Linked DNA regions of Gossypium hirsutum: region 2 is linked to region 1. A link is a contact called in public Hi-C data. All regions are on one chromosome and are shown on one strand. Each heading gives the region's core, a stretch centred on a gene start, on an enhancer-like site or on the middle of the called end of the contact. The rest is flanking DNA. Distances are from core to core; before and after follow the strand shown. Region 1 has its middle 18 kb from the start of LOC107915977. Region 2 holds the start of LOC121222356 (mediator of RNA polymerase II transcription subunit 6).

Evidence for each region. Hi-C and Micro-C count contacts between places; a contact is called where the count stands out from the background.
Region 2: a contact with region 1 is called in a Hi-C map of leaf, with 2.1 times the contacts expected there. The contact joins the promoter of LOC121222356 here to the enhancer-like site in region 1. A contact is called at or near these places in 5 of 34 Hi-C or Micro-C datasets (callus, leaf, petal and 1 more).

The regions. Positions count from the first base shown.
Region 1 is chrD10:6,644,784-6,647,800 of Gossypium_hirsutum_v2.1, reverse strand. No RefSeq gene overlaps it. Among protein-coding and RNA genes, the nearest start is that of LOC107915977, 18 kb to the right of the region's middle. Within about 2 kb of position 1,555, at least 6 of the 9 cell types and tissues checked have an H3K27ac peak or open chromatin away from gene starts, as enhancers often do. A contact at or near this core is called in leaf, where this site is marked.
Region 2 is chrD10:6,691,572-6,694,588 of Gossypium_hirsutum_v2.1, reverse strand. It overlaps LOC121222356 (mediator of RNA polymerase II transcription subunit 6), which reads right to left and starts at 1,538. Exons shown (of 5, transcript XM_041102975.1): 1 at 1,060-1,538; 2 at 451-625; 3 at 8-77. The coding sequence starts at 1,316.

The DNA.
Region 1 (3,017 bases), core at 306-2,805:
AGTAATTTCTAATTGCATTGGTGGAGCTCAAAGTGCCTTTGTTCTGGGAAAATGTTCTGATTGCCTATGAACTTATGCATACTTTTCAGCAAAAGAGAGTACAGAAAAAATGTTCTATGGCAGCGAAACTTGATATAAGCAAGGCTTACGACAGGGTTGAATGGAAGATTATTAAAGAGATGGTGATCGATATGGGCTTTGATTTGGCTTGGGTTTCTTTAGTGAAGAAATATGTCTCCTTTGTCTCGTATTTTGTCATAATAAATGGGAATACTGGCAAGGTGTTTAGGCCAACTAGAGGACATAAACAAGGGGACCTCTTAAGCCCATTCTCATTTTTGATTTGCAGCAAAGGGCTTTCGGCCCTTATGAAGGTAGCGATGTGAGATGGTCTAATTAGAGGCGCTAAAACTAGTAAGAGCGGCCCAAAAATTTCTCATCTACTTTTTGCGAATGACTGAGTCCTCTTTAGAGAAACAAATAATAAAGGGGCTCATACCTTGAAAACTATCTTAAGAGAATATGAAAGTTGTTAGGGTCAATGTGTTAATTTCGATAAATCAATAGTGGTTTGCAGTATAAATACTTCTGAGCGAGGATAGGTATCTTGCATCAGGGATTTTGGGGGTGCATGTATCGAATAATACTGAAAAATACCTTGGTTTGCCTAATTTGGTGGGGAGAAATAAAAAGCAATCTTTCCGACTTTTTAAGGATAAATTCAAGAAGCGAATTGAAAGTTGGAGCGTTAGGGTCTTATCTCAAGGGGGTAAAAAGGTATTCATTAAAGTCGTTCTTCAATCTATCCCTACTTATTCAATGGCATGTTTTCTATTACCTAAGTCTTTATGTGATGAGTTAGATAGAATACTTTGTGCCCACGATGCTGCAGTTCTACGGAGGATTCTATCCATGTGTTTCGTGATTACCCTATATCAGTGGAGACTTGGGTTAGTCTTAATCTCTCATGGATGCTGAATAATTTGGATAATAGTTTCTGGGATTGGGTCACCTGGGTATTTCGGATTGCTACCAGTGAACATGCAAGATTTGGGTCGGGGTGATGGTGAGGAACCTATTGGGGGAAATATTAGCTTCCATGGCTGTGGGCCATAAAGCAATCTCTTCTTCGTTTGCTGTTGAAGGTCAGGCGTGTATCAAGCGCTGCAACTAGGCATTCGCATGGGGATAGAGTGTGTGATAATCGAAGGGGACTCATTGACAACAATAAAGAAAGCCAACTAGATAGTGAAGATAAATCGGAGATAGGAGCCATTACTAAAAACTTTCAACAATATAAAGAGAACTTCCAACAGATTATTTTCAGGCACATTTCAAGATAGGCAAACTCTCTTGCTCATCATTTGGCTAAAGAAAGCTTGAAAAACAGAGAAGATATTTACCTGAGTGGAGTCCCGGATTTTGTATGCAGAACAGAGGAGAGGAGAAGACGACAAACCCTAGTTTGAGTTTGGAGAGGAGGAGGTTTCTGGAAAATAAAGAATAGCAGACAGGTTTTGACTTTTTCGTTTTGGAAACTGCTATTTTGTGGGTATCTGGTAAGTGCATTTAATGGGAATTTAATGGTGATTTGATGGAGTCCAGGTGCCAGTTTGACTAGAGAGAGAGTGACTTTTCATTTCTTTTTTTCTTTTTGAAGTTTGTGGTTAAGTTTGTTTTTGTTTTATTGTTTTATTTTCTTTGGGCTTGTTTCTCATTTGTTTTTGGGCCTATTTTTTATTCTTTTTTTCTATCTAGTCCAATATTGCTTTCAAAAAAAAATCTGTATATATTATATATTATATATTTTCAACACTCAACTATTAAAAAATTTTATTTTAAGTACTTAAAATAATAAATTTACAATTTAAGCATACATGTTTTATAGTTTGATCATTTTGGTCACTTTCATTAAAATCAAAAGTGACAAGTTGACGTGACAATTAAAAATAGGTATAATAACAATTTTAGCCATAAACTTTTATATATTATATCGAATTAATCATAATTTTAAAAAAATAACCCTCAAAATTTACAAATGTTCTAAATTTGATCCTAATTCTAAAAAATTTATATATATAAATACATAAATATTTTTTAAAATAAAATAATAAATTTAAATTTTATATTAATATTAATATTTATATGAATATGAATATGAATATTAAATAAATATAATTACATTACTATTAAAAAAACATATAAATCTCCATCCTTATCTCTCCCTCCTCCCCTCACCCTTATCCCTCTCCCTAATTAGGAACCTTTTGAAAGATGGTCAATAACTCAACTTCTAGCTCATGATTTTGTGAATGAATCAAAATTTGTAGTAAATGAAGCAGATATATCTCGATCGGAGACATACATCAGTGTATTGAATAAAAAATTATGAGATTCAAGGGAAGAAAGTGACATCAATTCAGATTCCTTCTAAGAACCATGCTTGCCGACCAAGTGTTTGATGAAAAGGATTCAACTATTGGTTGAAGATAATCATGTTTTCTCCTTGAAAATGCCTAATTGAGATTTGGGTAACATTTAGAAGCAATGAAATGTGGGTTAGCAATAATAGTGTGGGAGGTGTCCTAACACTTGGCTACTTGTTATGGGTCTATGGGGGAGGTGTCCTCCTTTCAGATAATTCTTTATGGGTATAATCCATGTAGGATCGTTCGACATATCTAAAATATAAAGTCGAGTTTTATAACTTGGGAATTCCTTGTATTCCATCTACCTCCGTGTTGTTCTCCCAAGATATCTTTTCAAGATCCAATTAATCAAACCCCTTTATCAATAAGGTGGTGGTCCTATAATGCTTGGCCAACGTTTGGCCGCATACCTCATATTCCCTTATTGTTTATTCGCCACTAATTGAAAATCTATGGATACACATAGATTTTGAACTCCAAGTCATTGTGCTAGCTCCAATCAAGATGATAAGGTTTCATACTCCACTCCACTATTAGACACAACAAAACTGAACATCAAATTGTACTTCCATTCATTTCATTTTAGGT
Region 2 (3,017 bases), core at 289-2,788, 47 kb before region 1:
GATTTACCATATCCAATCTTCTCCAACTTTGATGCAGCAGTTGTAAAAGCTTTTGATATATAATAGAGGGCACGTCCCTGTCACATGGATAATTTATCAATATACAAAAGATGATATCCATACAAAGACTATATGTGAAGGAACAATACAGATAGAATGATAATATCTGATGGAAAACAATAGAATTCTATTCCATGAAACTCTATCCACTCATTAAACCCCTTTTTTTTCTCTCTTTGTTTTCATTTCTGGATGTTTTTTTCTTAACAAGAGATTCATTTCGAGGTGAGGAATTCAAATGGCCAAGACGTATGAACGGGAAACCAGTTTTGGTAATATTCCAACAAAAAGAATGCTGTAACCAGACTGAGATCAATTGAGTCTTTAGGTGATAGCATTGTTTTGTTATACATACAAAATAAGAGAGGAAAACAATACAGCGGAACTTACAACTCGAGCTGCAAAGACATTGCAAAGTTGTGGTGCTTGATATATCGAACCATCCAAAATATAGTATGCTAGCATCGGTGTTACTTTCTCCGCACTGTCCCTCTTTTGCTTACAGATAATAAAGAGGTGTGGCTCCATAACTTCACTAAGCATGTACTCTATCCCAGTCATTTTCCTATATTAAAGGGGAAATGAAAATCTCATTACTGATCTTATAAGTACTAAATCTTTAAACTATGATTCTTCGCCATGATTTATGATATAATCATCAAGTTTTCCAATCAAATGAAATACTTTTAGTTAAATTGCAAAATCAAGTTACCTATATGGTAGGTATCAAAACATTTTCCAAGTAGATAAAATGCCAATCACAAATATGCAACTATGCGTTCCTGTTCCTCCGGCAGAATTGCATAGAAAATGCCTCATCTTCGGGTAAAAATAAAAAGCAAATATTGACCTTTGATATACCCTGATCAATATTTGTTTAAAACTACAACTGAGTTTCATAAATTTTGACATTTTCAAGTCCAAGAAAAAAACAAAAAACAAAATCTAATCTTGCAACATGCCAACGAGAATTAAAACCCAGGCTTTAAATTTTCTTACGAAAGTTGAGAGATGTCAAGAGGGTGAATGGATTGCATCCTGAGCTTCTCGTTGTTGCAGGTCCAATCATAGAACGGAGATAGGGCAAAGTAATCGAAAATTAGGTTTCGATCAAGAGGGTACGTGTTTAGCCACAATTGATCTCTGAAACATATACCTGTCATGTCCGTTCCAGGAGGCTGCATCGCTGGCGGCGGTGGTGCTTCAAAGTTTCCCCCTGCTGCCGCCTGTGATGGCGCTACCGGTGGCGTCGCCATTTTGGGGCTATGTATTCGGGTAGGTTTTAGTTGGAATTTAACACTTTAACGGTATGAGGGCCCAAACGACGTCGTGAATAAAACGGACAACATTATTTATGCAAGGGTTTTTATAGAAAATTTTCCGATACAATGAGAAAGATAAGAACATGTGTTTTTTGTACTTTATTTGAAACCATAGACATTCCTTATCATTGTCATCAAAGAAGAAAGCTTGATAAAAATATAGAATAGTACATTTACACATAGGCTTTTAAAACTTTTAAATTAAAGTGCGATTTTTTATTCTTTGATCAAAAAAGAGTCAATTAATTTAAAATTATCTCGAAAATAAACGATTTAATTGACATCCATTATGAAATGTGACTATTGATTAACCGAGTATTATATAAACAACTTATTATATTTATTATTTTTTGTCGATTAAGTTGGAAATGAGTGATCTGAGGTAAAGTATGCATACCCTTTTTAAAGTTTGATAAAAAAAATTGATTTACCTCCTTATGGTTTATTTATTAATTAATTTTAATGGTATAAGAAAATTTATTAATGGTGTGTGAAGTTATACAATATCATATACATATTTATACACTAGTTTATGACATATAAATACTGACTTTTGTTTCACTCACAAATCTCATATTAATAGTATTTTTTTTATTCAAATATCATTATATGTAATCTTTTATTGATTTATAAAGATCAAAAACATAATCATAATAATATAATTTTTTATAAACCACCAATTGTGATCATTTTTAATTGAATTGAGATACAAAATAACCCCAACTCAAAAAAAAATATTTTAATAAGGATGGATAAGAAATGTAATCTAAAATTAAAAAAAAATCTCAAATATTAAAGATCTACTACACCAACCCACAAAATCTTTGGAATAAATTTAGTTAAGAAGAATCCAAAATGGTTTTTCTTTTCTGGCTCAACATCTTCCACTTGAGGTGAACAGTTATCGGTTTCCTTTCGTATGATTGTGGTGAAGCGGTCAATGCGATGCCATTGCCATGGCGATGCTCAACACTCTCCTTTCTCTCTCCAAATCTTGACGTCCTCTAGAAATGCAGCCAACATTTTCTGTGAGTGTTTCTACTGCACTGTGGATTTTCTTCCCATGGAATAAGTTCCTCTCGTAAGAGCTGCAATTCATTGTAAAATGTTGTCAGTACCGTTTAGGAAACCTGCAAAATAATGTAATTGTTATCATCTTTACCTCGATGAAGTCATTGCTGGAACCCCAGCTTGACTTGATGAATATGGTTTTGGGTCGACAAATCCAAAAGCAGCAATCGAGAAAAGCTGCATAATCAAATGACTTCCTATAGCAGCATCTCACTCAAAGGGACTCTACATATACTAGTTGAGCAGCTAAATTCTCTCGTAGGTTGGCCAGAATCGAATCCTTGTTGTCTTTAGAAGAAAAAGGAAAATTGTGTTAACTAATCACAATATTGATTACTGCTGTAAACATCATCATCATAATAATAATAAGAAATGCTAATTAAAAAACGTAAGTATCATAACACATGCACAAGTATCTTCAGGGTATGACTTGGTTTAAGGACAGCTTTCGCAGACAAGGGAATCTGCTTTTGTTTTTTAATAATGGGAGACCTGGCCTGGCCTGACGGCCCGCCCGAAATATGGGATATTTCGGGTAAAAATATAGGCCCGAAATATGGGTTT